Linked DNA regions of Rattus norvegicus: region 2 is linked to region 1. A link is a contact called in public Hi-C data. All regions are on one chromosome and are shown on one strand. The core of a region is the stretch at or near the end of the contact, and the rest is flanking DNA. Distances in the headings are between cores, read along the strand shown. Region 1 holds the start of Bsdc1 (BSD domain containing 1). Region 2 holds the start of Eif3i (eukaryotic translation initiation factor 3, subunit I).

The links. Hi-C and Micro-C count contacts between places; a contact is called where the count stands out from the background.
Region 2: a Hi-C map of prefrontal cortex shows a contact between it and region 1, with 3 times the contacts expected there. The contact joins the promoter of Eif3i here to the promoter of Bsdc1 in region 1. A contact is called at or near these places in 4 of 12 Hi-C or Micro-C datasets (Schwann cells, kidney, mammary epithelial cells and 1 more).

Annotation. Positions count from the first base shown.
Region 1 is chr5:147,078,351-147,085,020 of GRCr8, forward strand. It overlaps Bsdc1 (BSD domain containing 1), which reads left to right and starts at 4,971. Exons shown (of 11, transcript NM_001106636.1): 1 at 4,971-5,004; 2 at 5,251-5,311. The coding sequence starts at 4,994.
Region 2 is chr5:147,222,530-147,229,523 of GRCr8, forward strand. Eif3i (eukaryotic translation initiation factor 3, subunit I) reads right to left here and starts at 4,381. Exons shown (of 11, transcript NM_001115035.1): 1 at 4,341-4,381; 2 at 4,156-4,248; 3 at 2,935-3,022; 4 at 1,648-1,713; 5 at 58-207. The coding sequence starts at 4,343. It overlaps Tmem234 (transmembrane protein 234), which reads left to right and starts at 4,426. Exons shown (of 5, transcript NM_001399192.1): 1 at 4,426-4,477; 2 at 4,738-4,889; 3 at 6,069-6,135. The coding sequence starts at 4,462.

The DNA of each region.
Region 1 (6,670 bases), core at 3,721-6,220:
AACACCCCACAACATGGGCTTACAGGTGGTTATGAGCCTTCATGAGGGTTCTGGATTCAAATCTAGGTCCTTTGTCAGAGCAATAAGTGGTCTTAACCACTGAGCCATCTCTCCAGGCCCAGAAACTTGATGTTAACGGACAACTTCAAGTTCATATGAGAATTCAAGCCTTTCCTAGTTTTGTGGCCTTGAAAAGAGATTTGGTGTCTCTAAATGTTAACATCTTAGTTTATAAAAGACTCCTTGTTTAATAAATGACCCTGCTTTGAACCCATCATTAATACATGGCAAACAAAACAAGCCACTTGTTAAGAAGGCATGTCTCATTGGCCTGGCCTAGAACTTGCTGTGGAGACCAGACTGACCTCAGACTCAGAGATCTGGCTACCTCTAACTCCTGAGTGCTGGGATTAAAAGCGTATGCCACTATGCACAAACAATGTTCTTATCCATTGGTGCATATCCATAATCCCAGCAGGGTGACTCTTCCAATTAACCGGCAGCTTGAGTCTCCTTAGGCCGTGTGGAGGTGGCAAGAAGCGACACAAATGGTGACTTTGTTCTGAATGAAGAATGAGGGATTCCAGGACAGCCCAGGCTGCACAGCAAGTTTGGAGTCAGCTACGTAGCAAGGCCTTCTCTTTCTCTTTTATTTTAAATTACTTATTTATTATGTATACATCATACAGCTTTCTGCTGCATGTATGCCTGCAGGCCAGAAGATGACATCGGATCTCAGTACGGATGGTTGTGAGCCACCATGTGGCTGCTGGGAATTGAACTCAGGACCTCTGGAAGAGGAGTCAGTGCTCTTTTTTTTTTTTTTTTTTTTTTTTTTTTAGATTTATTTATTTATTATATATAAGTACACTGTAGCTGTCTTCAGATACACCAGAAGAGGGCATCGGATCTCTTTACAGATGGTTGTGAGCCACCATGTGGTTGCTGGGAATTGAACTCATGACCTCTGGAAGAGCAGTCGGGTGCTCTTAACCGCTGAGCCATCTCTCCAGCCCGGAGTCAGTGCTCTTAACCCTGAGCCATCTCTCCAGCCCGGCCTTCTCTTTTTTTAAAAGCAGATTTATTTTTATTTTATGTGCATGGGTGTTTTGCCTGCATGAATGTGTCTGTGTGCATATGTGAGTGCTTGTTGCCTGCAGAGGCCAAAAAAAGGCCCTTGGATCTTTTAGAACTGGAGTTATGGAAGGTTGTGAGCCATGGCGTAGGTGCTAGGAATGGGGTTTTCTGAAAGGACAGCAAGGCTCTTAATTGGCAGAGCCATCTCTCCCTTCCCCACAGAGCCTGACTTACAAGACAAAATTCAGAAACAAAAGTAAACATAAAACAATGCCTTTGGTGACATCACAAAGGGAAGATGGAGGTGCAGTCAGCGGTCCGTGGGAGAGCACCTGTCTGCCACACTTGAGGTCCTGGCTTTGATCCCCAAGCTCCACAGAACAATCAACCCTTTGCTGACTCTCCTTGTGTTCCAAAGTCTTGGAACATGCATGTTCCTAGCCCTCCCCTCCGTCTTCTCCCTCCTCTCCATTTTAGCTGCTCCAGATTGTTTTGCACCAATCTTGTCACTGACCACGCTTTCCAGGGACTCATTCTTCCATTCATTCAACAACCGTTCTGGGTGCTGGAGGCAGACAGCACCCGAGACAAACAAAAATCTCTGTCTTCATGGGAATTACAGTTCTAGACGGAAGAGGCAGGTAATTTCTTTTTAAAAAAACTACAATACACAACATTATCTATGGTGATGGATTTGCAGGGTAAGAATTGAAAAGAGAAGAAAGATGGCAGCCCCAGGATGCAAGCCCAAGTACTTTCCCTTTGGATGGGATTGCTTTTGCTTGAACTCTGTGTAGCTCAGTCTGGCCTCGAACTCACAGAGAAATCCACCCACCTCTGACTCTGAGTGCTGGTATTTACCCTGTGTGCCAGACTCAGACACAAGCTGCAGTTCTCAATGACATGGTCAGAGTGGGTGAGAAACTGAGGTCAGATCACTGCAAGAAGAAGAGACAAATTCAAGGTCTCTGGGTCAGAAAAGCACCAGAAAGTTTCTGGGAAATCTAAGTAGCCACTGTATCTGGGGCAATGCGAGCAAGGAGGGGGGCGGTGCCAAGTCAGACCAATCAGGCAGGAACAGGAAGACAAACGTCAGGGCTTAACGGGGCTCTTCTTGTGAACAGATAATGCAGTTTGGAAGACATTGGAGAACGGCGGGAGGAGGCGTGGCAATCTAACTGGCATGTTTTTATATGTGAGATTATAAGTTAACAATTCGGGGCTGGAATGTAATTTACTGATAGCATGCTTGCCTAGCGCCTGCAACGTCTTGGGTTAAACCCTCTAGTTAAATACCTACACCATCCTAACCGTTTTCAGTGATTGGTCCTCGGAATCTGTCCCGCAGTGTGACGTAAGTCACAAGACCAAGCAGCCATCTCCATCGAAGCAGCTCCAGGCCATCTCCTCAAACTGAACCTCTGGACCCATTAAACAGAAATCTATATTCTCTTCTCCCCCCCAAGCCCTTCTAATCACCCTACTTTGTCTCTGAATTTGTCTAAGCACTTCACCTAAATGAAATACTAGTTATCCTCTTGTACCTTTTGTTTGGCATGACATCATCAAGAGGCGCCATGTTGGAGTTGATGTCAGGATTTCTTCCATTTTAAGGTTGGGTAATATTCCTTTACAGACACATTTATGTTTCATTAGGTTTCTTTCATGGGCTGGTTAGTGTAAATGACGTTTCTATGCTCATGGTGCTTATCTCTTCAAGTTTCTGCTTTCAGTGTCTTTTTATTTGGGCGGGGGTGGGCAGTATGTGATCAGTAGAATTGCTAGATCATAGAGTAATGTTTTGAGGAAATGCTTTATCACAAAAGCAGCCTTGTCATTTTACATCCCCCAAAACGTAGTTTATTTACAGAGCAAGCAAACTAGATTAAGGAAAGGCAAAAGTGGGTACAGGCTACACTCTCTAAGTGGCTGTGAGATTAACACAGTGGCAGACAGATAGCAGCTTTGCATCTGCACAGCAGCTGTGGAGATAGTAAGAAGTGACTGGATCCCACCTTTGTTCTAAAGGCAGAGCCAACAGAACTGAAAGAGGGGGGATCAAGGACAATTGGCTTGAGCAAGTAGAAGCATGAGGTTGCCATTTATAGACGAAGTTTATCTTCGGACATGTGAAATTTAATATGTGAATTATACATTTAATAGATCTAGAGAACCTGGTGTTCAGAGAAGGTATTTGAGGTGAAGAGAAAAATCTGAGAGTTGTCAGCATATAGGTGGCTTTCAAAATCTTGAGATTTGAGGTCATCTGAGGGATGATCATTCGATAGAAAAAAGAGAGCCAAAAACTGAGTTCTTGGACATTCTAGAAGCAAACAAAAATCTGTGTGGAGCAGATTCCAGAGGGCAGGTCAGGAGGGCTTGATGTCCTGAAAGTCCTTAGAACAAAGTCTTTTTTTTTTTTTTTTTTAAGATTTATTTATTTATTATAGGTAAGTACACTGTAGCTGTCTTCACACACACCAGAAGAGGGCATCAGATCCCATTACAGAGGGTTGTGAGCCACCATGTGGTTGCTGGGAATTGAACTCAGGACCTCGGGAAGATCAGTCAGTGCTCTTAACTGCTGAGCCATCTCTCCAGCCCTAGAACAAAGTCTTTAGAAAGGAGGCACTGTGGCAACTGTGTCATGTAAGATATTAATGGTTCGAATAGGAGAATAGAAAATTAGCCATCGATCTTGGGGACGAAACTTCCTTCAATCGATTGTGAGAAGCAAAAACCTGACTGAAAAAATAATACAAATCACAATAAAAGAAAAAAATCGGGAGGCTTTAAATAATTAGGATAGGAGTTTTTCCACCATAGAGAATCAGGGAAGTAGTGTGGTGTCAAAAGGGACACAGGTGCACAGCTTTACTCTTAGCCTGGAGTAGTTGACCAAGACAGTTGGAAGCCAGCTTCACTACACAAATTCCAAGCCAGTCCTGGCTACCGGCAAGCTTGTCTCGTTTAAAGGGGAAAGGGTGCGTTTTGTGAGTCTTTTCAACAGGAGAAATGCCAGCAACAATCTTTTTAAAGAAGAGTTAGATGAGAGGCGTTGGGGAACACTGGGAGAATTAGAATAGCTTGTTCCTCAGGCAGGTAAGAAGCTATGGGATCAGGTAGCAGAGATGACCTTAACTAAGGTGTGACCTTCTAGGAGGGGAGTCAAACTCCGGTCGGGAGTGAGGGTGGGGTTTGTGTTGATTGCTGTAGTAGGTAGGGCCACAGGATCTTTGTAAATCCCCCTTCCACAACTCAATAGACCTCAATTCCCCTCTATCAGTCGGCCTCAGGATTTTTCCGAACACACTCAGCTCACGTTTTCTTAAACTGGGCTTATTGTTGTGATAATTGAATGTGTATCTGCCACTCCAAATGATACTGGGAGTCATCCGGAGGATAGCTTAAATTAGCCTCTGGAGTCTCCCCCACAGCCTTGCTCAGAGAGAGGTCCGCACTCTGAGCTTGCTGAATTAGCCTGCAGCAGAACATTAAGCAGCAGCTAAGCTGCTGGTTTCACAAAGGGGGGCGGTCCTAATACTAGGTTCTAAGAACTCGACGTTGGAACCCCGCCCCTTTTCCTCTCCTCTCCTTCCAATTGGCGGTCTAACCACTGCCAAACTTGGCCCAGAGAGGCCACTGTAGTCAGGGACTACCGGGAAAGCTAGCCGCTGGTTGGTGGGACGCAAGAACAATCTAAAACACAATTGGTTCGAGAGTTTAGAGGCGGGACAAATCGAATTTGGGTCACGGATTGGACAAAGGAGGGACAAATTGATGTAGGGGGCGGGGATAAGGCGGAGAGTTGCGCTTGTGTTAAGATTGGGGCGCGCTCTTGGGGGCGGAGTTTGAGGGGGCGGTGCCGTGTCGAAAGTCAAAGGTCGGTAAATAGTGGTGATGTCATGCTGGCAAGATGGCGGAAGGGTGAGCTTGTCGTTCCGCCTTCTGGCGTTGGGGCCTGGGTTATTCAAGGGTTGGGGTACTGATCCAGGGTCCCCTATTGGGGACAGGCTGCCAGTGAGAGTGCGGACCGAGCTGAAAGGGCAGAGTGGAGGCGTGGTGCGAGGGGATGGGAAAGAGGCCCGAGAAGCCTCATCCGCCGGCCACAGCGGAGGCTGGGGCAGGAGTCGCAAAGCAGGCAGGGCCGTCAGATGTGTCTGTCTTCCACAGGGAGGACGTGGGGTGGTGGCGGAGCTGGCTGCAGCAGAGCTACCAGGCAGTCAAAGAGAAGGTAAGCCGGGCCAGCACCTTTCTCTCGGCGGGGCACCGCGGTCGTCTCCTTGCAACCAACCCTAGCTAGCCTCTGCCTGGATTTGTCGAGCTTCTGTGAGGCCATTTAAAAGATAAGAGTAAAACACCACCGCTAACAACACCTTACTCTTAAACAGCAATTTAAATATTAGAGTATATGACAATCACTACTCTCAGGCAGGTTGGGAAGACACTGTTGTGAATACCGTGAAAGGGAAGTACCTAACATCTTGTCTAGGCTAGGAAGTCATGAGCATGCCAAGGAAGGTGTGGCAAAGAAGGTGAAAAGCAAGAATCCTGGTAGAGATGCGGATTGCCATTGGCTGATGTTGCCTATGTGAATTGTTTGCAAAGGGAAGGGGATACAGCCTAAGAGTGGAGACCTGGGGAATTGGCTGGCTAAGTAATCCCTACAATGTGACTAACGCTTCTCCCTGTAGTAGGCAATGCCAGTTGGTGTTCCTGTTTTATCCCACAATACTTTATTTAAAAGCTGCTCAACTAAATGGTGGAATAACTAATTACTATTTACCTCAAGCCAATGAAGTGAGTCATGCTTCAAGGCAGACTCTAAGAGGCTTCTGATCCCAAATCAGCCCAGTACTTTAGGAACAGTTGTTTGTTTGTTTGCTTGTTTTTTGCTTTCTCCTTGGTCTGGGTTCTCCTGAATTGCCCCCTCTCTAGCTACAGCCCAGCACACCTGAGAATTCCCTGTGCTGGCTGTTTTGTTGAACATAAGAGACGGGACTTTATGCTAAGAATTAATGTGATACTTCAAAGAGCCATGCAAAGAAAGTGTGGTATTTAGCAGGTATTGCATGAGGACTTCCTGTGTGTTTTGAGGCTGATATCGGAACATCTCTCCCTTTAGTTCCTTATGTTTCTGGGAACTTGGGCAAATTATTTTGTTGTTGTTAGCGGTGGTGGTGCTTTGTTTTGTTTTGAAACAGGGTCTCATTGTATATGTAGCTCTTGGCTGCCCTGGAACCCTGATGTAGAGCAGGCTGGCCTCAACCTCACAGAGATCCACTTCCCACTGCCTTGAGAGTGTTGAGATTAAAGGCAAGCTTTGGTGTGTTTGTTTTTGTTTTTACCTTTCTAGGCTTCATTCCCTCACCTGTAAAGTGAAATATCACTATCTAATGGATGCCATGAGGATTAAATGATAATAGAACACTGAGACAATAACACTCTAGGTGCTATACAGGCACTCGCTCTTTGTAAGGGAGTGAGCAATTTTTTCTTCTACTTTTCCCTTGCTCCTTTGCTACTGGCTATCCCTGCTCCATTTGGGTCTGTCTGTTCCCTGCTGTCTTAGCAGACATTGACCCAGAGCCTA
Region 2 (6,994 bases), core at 3,131-5,630, 140 kb after region 1:
TCAGGCCGGGGGATCTGAAACCACACTCCCACCTCAGCCCTCCAATCCTATCCTCACCAATCTGGCTTGGATCCCGCAGATCAAAGAAGCTCACAAAACACTGATACCCCATCTGCTTGTCTGTGGAGAACATGATGATGTTGCCCCCAAAGTCAAAGCCACAGGTCCGCACGGCTGAGTTGGTCTTGAGTAGGGCCAGCTGCTTCCCTGGAGAGGCACAGTCTGTGTCACTCTGGTAATGCACAGGGTGGACCTGCCACTCAGCCACCAGTCTCAGCATCCTTCCCTGATAACTGCAGGTCATCGCTCCTGCCCGCTGCTGCTCTTTAGCTTCCTTCTATCCTCTCAGTAGTGCTTCCCATGAATCCTGCTAATGTGGCTCTAGGCACAGTGGGTTCCATGCTAAGTCTCCCCCTCAGACTCCATTCCTCCCCAGCACCCCCACAGAAGCAGATGCACAGCAATCCCTCAGCAGCCAGAATGATACAGAGCCATCCCATGCGTGCCCATGCGAGCCCCTCCCCTCCCCTCCCCTCCTTTAGCCTCCTCTACCCTCCTGTTTGCTCTTCTGCTTGCTCAAACCCACCATTGCGCTGCTTTTCCCTGCTCATCAAACTCCTCACTGGGCCAAGTTTAACTAAACAAGTTCTTTCTTAATAACCGAATCCTAGATGGGCAGTGGTGGCTCACACCTTTAATCCTAGCACTCTGGAGGGAGAGACAGGTAGATCTCTGAGTTTAAGGCTAGCCTGGTCTACAGAGTGAGTTCTAGGACAGCCAGGGCTTCATAAAGAAATCCTATTTCTAAAAAGTCAATCATTCAATCAATCAACCAATCAATCAATCAATCAATCAATCAGTAATTTAAAAACAAAACAAAAAAATCTTAAGCCTTGACTGGAGAGATGGTTCAGTGACTAAGAGCACAGCCTGTTCTTACAGAGGATGCGGGTTTAATTCTCTGCACCCACAGGTGGCTCACAGCTTTCTCTAACTCCAGTCAGATCTGATGCCTTCCTTTGGATGCCATGGGCTCTGTACATACACAGTACACAAGATCTACATGTAGGCTAAACACACACATACATGTAAAGTTAAAAATAGAGAAGTTGTGCTGGAAAGACGGTGTAGCAGTTCAAAGTGCTGGCTGCTCTTCCAGAGGTCCTGCACTCGATTCCCAGGACCCACATGGCAGCTCGCAGCTGTCTGTAACTGTGGTCCTATGGGATGCAAAGCCATCTCCTGGTATGCTAATGTACACACAGACAAAACATCCATAAACATAAAATACATAAATCTTCAATTAATTCTACTTAATAAAACATTCCTGCTAATGAAGGCTCCAGCTCAGTGAACAGTGACCCTGAGGAGCCCATCAGGGTCACTCATCTCCACCCTAGGAGGCGCGCTGTCCCTTTCTGGCCTTCCGTGAACATGGCTTTTTATCTTGATGTAAGCTTCTTTTCCCAGCTACGTTCCTTGCTGTTCTGTCTGTTGTCTCTTACTCTCTAGACTAGAAACCACCTATGAACTTGTCTCTAGTTTTCCTGAACATATTATATTTGCTTAGACAGGTACACTGTCTTTGCTTAGACAGGTAAACTGTCGTTGGCCACTTTTGCTAAAAAGTGAATAACCCAGGTTTACCTGTTTCACAGTCCCAGAGACGACAGCTGTTGTCAGCTGAGCCAGTAAGGACATGCTTGGTGTCCCCTGAGAAAGATGTTAAGAAACATGACTTGGGCTGGAGAGATGCTGAGTGGTTAGAGCACTGGCTGCTCTTCCAGAGGGTCCAGGTTAGAATCCCAGAAGCTACATGGTGGCTCCCAACTCCAGTTCCAGGGGGATCTAATGCCCAAGTGTGGTTTTCAAGGGCACCAAGCACACATACATACAAACACCAGGCAAATCACTTCTAGACACAGAAAAAAAGAATGACTAGGGCTGGGAGACGTTTAACAGGTAAAATGCTCTGTGCAAACCTGAGAACCTCAGTTCAGATCCCCAGCACCCACAGAGAGACTTTAGTGTGGCTGCAATTCCCGTGCTGAGAGATGAAGACAGGAAGTTCAGTGACTGGCTGGCCAATTCTAGCTAATCAGGGAGCTATAGACTCAATGAAAAGTTGTTTTTGTCTCAAAACACAAGTTGGAGCCAGACAGTGGTGGCACATGTCTTTAATCCTTCCTTGAGAAGCAGGTACAGGTGGATCTCTGAGGCCAGCCTGGTCTACAGGGATTTCTAGGAGAGTCAACACTATCATAGTGAGACCCTGTCTTGAAAACAGACCAACCAAAACAAAAACAAACAAAAAACCAAAAACCAACCCAACAAACAAAGCTGGGATAGGTGGCTCATTGATTAGAGCATTGGCTGCTCTTCCGGAAGACCCAGGTTAGGTTCCCATCACCCACACGGTGGCTCCCAACCATCTGTAACTCCTGTTCTAAGGGATCTGATGCCCTCTGTCATTTTAAAGAAAATGGCTGGCACTGCACACACATGGTGCACAGACACATATGCAGGCAAAACTCCCGTACAGATAGAACTAATCTTTAGGGAAAAGAAAAAATGTTAAAAAAAAGGTTGCAAATAACTTAAGACAAGACCAGATGCTGACTTCTGGCCTCCATTCGTCCCTGCACTTGTTCACACAGATTCACCACACATACACATATACATACATACAAAAGAAAATGACAACAGTTCACCTAGCCCCCATCTCCCAGTTCCGTCCCAAAGAGCCTTTCTCACTTTTACCTCAGAGCGACCTGACCTTTGAATTCCAGAACCTGAACGTGTCCTAGTTTCCCACAGGATGAAGCACCCCGGAGTAGAGAGTGTTATTCTCTAGACCACCATAGCATGCCAAAGCCACAACCTCAAAGCCAGCATCTCCAAGGCTGGCTGACCCACGGCAGGCAAAAAGGATACAGTCAGCATCCACACACCACACAGCTCCAGTGTGGCCCATGTAGGTGCCTAGCCTCTCGCCATTGACAGAATACCACACATTGACGATCTGGAAAGAGTAAAATGACAGGACGGGTCACATCCCGGAAAGATCAATAGCTTAGCTTGCACTCAAACCCTCGGTAGGCTCGAGCCAAGCCAGCCTTCTGCTCATTTATTAGAGAGCTGATAAAAGACCAGCTCCTGGGTTCTCCTCCGTTCCTAACATAAGCGGCAGAAGAGCCAGGCCTGCCACAGCACCCTCATACGCTTTTGTCTGGATTCAGGAGTCCAAGACAAGATTGAGTTCCAGCCTAAAAAAATCTTTCAGGTCCTGTTCAGCTGACTACAGATGACAGTAAGGACGCATGGGCTCTGGTGCTTTGTCACTAGCTCACCCTGTCATCTTAAATACAGGGCTTCTTTCCTTTAAATGGCTATGAGAGCTGAAGAGATGGCTCAGAGCTTAAAGAATACTGGCTGCTCTTCCAGACGACATGGGTTCGATTCCCAACACCCACACGATACCAACAATCTGTAGCTGCAGTTTCAGGGGATCTTCTGGCCTTCTCAGGTACCAGACGCACACATGCAGGAAAGCACCCATACACATAAAATAAAATGATTACACACACACAAAATATATATAATTTTTTTTTTAAAGCACTGGGAGGAGCTGTACGTGGTAGCACACATTTGTATTCCTAAGACCAGGAGGCTGAGGCAGGAAGATGGAGAGGTTCAGGCCAGCTTGGATAGATACCCCACCCCTGTTAACAGCTTTCTTCAAAGGGCAGCTGTGACGCTCCAATAAAACCATGTCTATGAACCTTAAAATATAAGCGACTAACATACATGAGGTGCGGTGCAAAACTATTTAGAAGAATGACCTCACTTGCTGGGGGAGCTACTAAAAGCTTCCATGTTTTACTAAAAGGGAAAACTGTAGTTTAGAAGGGTTAAATTTCAATCTCTTAATTTTCTTCTCCCTGGGTACTCTTTCCTTTCATCCACCAACATCTTCCAGATTTTCCTGGCAGAATGCTGTCGCTACCCTACTCCGGTTATGGGTGGTTTTCCCTGCTTTTCAGAGAAATATCCCTCCGGCAGCAAACCTTGTTCACCTCACCCTCTGTCCCGGCGGCGCGAACTCGCTCCCCCCGGTGCCCCGCCCGGCCCTCCCGCCCTCGCGCAGTCGCTCACGGGGTCTTTGGCCACAGTGAAAAGGAGGTCTCCTTCGCGGTTGTACTTGATTTGCGTGATGGACCGCTCATGGCCCTGAAGCAGGATGGGCTTCTGTGAGGACAGAACCGGAGTGTCAGTGCCTGAAACCCTGTCCCAAGTCTACTGAGGACCCCCGACAGCAGCACAGCGTGCCTGGAACTCACCATCCTGGCGGTGACGCGAGGAGAGAGGCAATGTGAGTAGGACCGGAAGAAGACTGGGGCGACTTCCGGATGTGAGGACTCCGCCCTCTCGCTCCCGGAAGTAGAAGGGCCCGGCGTTTCCATGGCGGCATCCTTGGGTGGGTAGCTGGCCCCGCCCCTCTGCGGGCTCCGACTCTCCAACTCGGAGAATCTCTTCTCACTCCCCTGGCATCCCTGAATCGCAGGAATGCTAAACCACGCACCCTGGTCTCCCGGTCTCACTTCCGCCGTTTTGCCGGCCGGTCCTCCCGACCTATCGCTGCCCGGCGCGGAGAGCGCGGGAGGGAGATGGAGCCGGTCAGCCGGGCTGGAGGAAGCAGGAGAGGGCCGGGGTGACTTTCTGACCCTTTGCTTTCAGGGCAGGTGCTTGCTCTGGTGCTGGTGGCTGCACTATGGGGTGGCACGCAGCCACTGCTGAAGCGGGCCTCCTCCGGCTTGCAGCAGGTGCATGAGCGGACATGGGCCCGGCAGCTGGTGGGGGAGATGAAGGCTCTCTTCTTGAATACTGAGGTGCGTACGCTCGGGAGGAGCCGCTGAGTGTTTGGTCGCTGGTCGGCCAGATTCTCAGCCCACCTCCTACTCACTAGAAGCTCCTGGAAGCTCATTTATCCCCTGTGAGTCTCAGTTTCATCATCCGTAAAATGGAAATTTTAATGATAACCCATGTATAGGGCAGATAGAAGAATTGAGGTAAGACGCAAAACACTTAGCATTGGGCCTAGTACAGCGTACATGTTCAATCTATGACTTTTTTTTTTTTTTTTTTTTTGAGACTGTGTTTCTCAGTGTAGCCCTGACTATCCTGAACAGTCTAGCCTCGAACTCAGGGATCAGCCTGTCTCTGACTCCCGAGTGCTGGGATTAAAGGCGCTGCCACGGCCAGGCTCTTAATGTCATTGTCACCCTATCAATTATATAACGATTTGGAGCATTTCCAGAAGCTTTCTTTGCCCTGGAGTTGTACCTAAGGAAGGCTATAATGAACTGCCTACAAGCCATAGCTGCCGATGTAAGCTAGCTAGATATGCAGCACTCTGAGGGGTACAGATAAAGTACTGTGTGAACTCTGAGAGAGATGGGAGTTGGAGGACAGGGAGTGGGCTTCCTGGAAGGGGTGACACTGTCACTCAAGGAAAGATGGGAACTGGCCAGGACGAGGGAGAGGATATTTAAGGCAATAGAGTACATTGACTGTGTTTCTCTCTTTGCTCTAAAGAGTCCTCAAACACATGAGTGTGGGGTTAGGGATTTAGCTCAGTGGTAGACCGCTTGCTTAGCAAGCGCAAGGCCCTGGGTTCGGTCCTCAGCTCCGAAAAAAAAGAAAAAAGAAGAAAACAAACAAACAAACAAACAAAAACCCAACACATGAGTGTTCCCTGAGCATTTGTAGCCATCCCTCCCCCTGGGGGAATGGCATAAGCTAGAACCCGGGTTCTCAAACTGAGTAGTAACTGGAAAGGGGCCTAATACCAGATATCCCAAATGTCAGATATTTATATCACCGTTCATAAGTGTAGCAAAGTTACAGTTGTGAAATAACAATGAAAACAATTTTATGGTTGGGGGTCACCACAACATGAGGAACTGAATTAAAGGGTTGCAGCGTTAGGGTTGAGAACCACTGCTCTGGAGAACCGAGAAGACTGTTGCCCATGCAGGCAATCACTGACAGGTTTCTCCTCTTTCTAGTACCTGATGCCCTTTCTCCTTAATCAGAGTGGTTCCCTTCTCTACTACTTGACGTTGGCATCAACAGGTGGGTCTCTAGCTTGGGTCTTCTCTGGGGTGGAGGCCATATTTTTCAGGGAAACCTGAAACCCCTTGCACCTATTAGTGAGGGAGAGCACCTGTTTCTGGTCCTTCTGTGAGTCACAGGGGCAGTGAGGGGGATCAGTGAGAGGCCAGTCACTAAAGCTGGCCTGACAGTCTTGTGTAGCAGCAGAAGGAAAGTTCATTGTGGTCTCATAAGTGCTGACCTCTTGTTTGGGAGGGGGGGTTTTCTTGATACTTTTTCTGCTTGTGTGATGATTGTTTTAATTTTTTTGACTAGATTTATTTTGTGTGTGTATGTGTGTGTGCGCATGTGTTATAATGCGTGTTTGGTCAGAGGACAAGTTTTAGGAGTAGGTTCTCCTTTTATCTTGGAGATTCTAGTAATGAGCTGGGCTCATCAGTCTTGATGGCAAGAACCTTTACCACTGAGTGACCACACTGGCCCCTTTCAAATCGTGATCTTTGTATCTGTCTTCTAAATGCTGGGATTATAGGTGTTTACCAAACACCCATGTAAGTGATGTTCTGATTCCCCTCTACACTACCTGCCTGGCCTACAGTAAGTCCTTTATTTGAATCTTGGCTTTATATAGTGGGTTTCAGAGCACTGTGACGCCTCTAACCAACTCTGGCAGTCTGTTCTAATTTTCTGCTACTTCTCATTCTCTGGCTTGTTCTGTCTTCACTTGTCACCTGTCACCTGTCTCTGTAAAACTGTCCCAGTAAAGGGGCTGGAGAGAAGGCTCGGCAGTTAAGAGCACTGAGTGTTCTTCCAGAGGTCCCGAGTTCAATTCCCAGCAACCACATGGTGCCTCACAACCATCTGTAATGGGATCTTATGT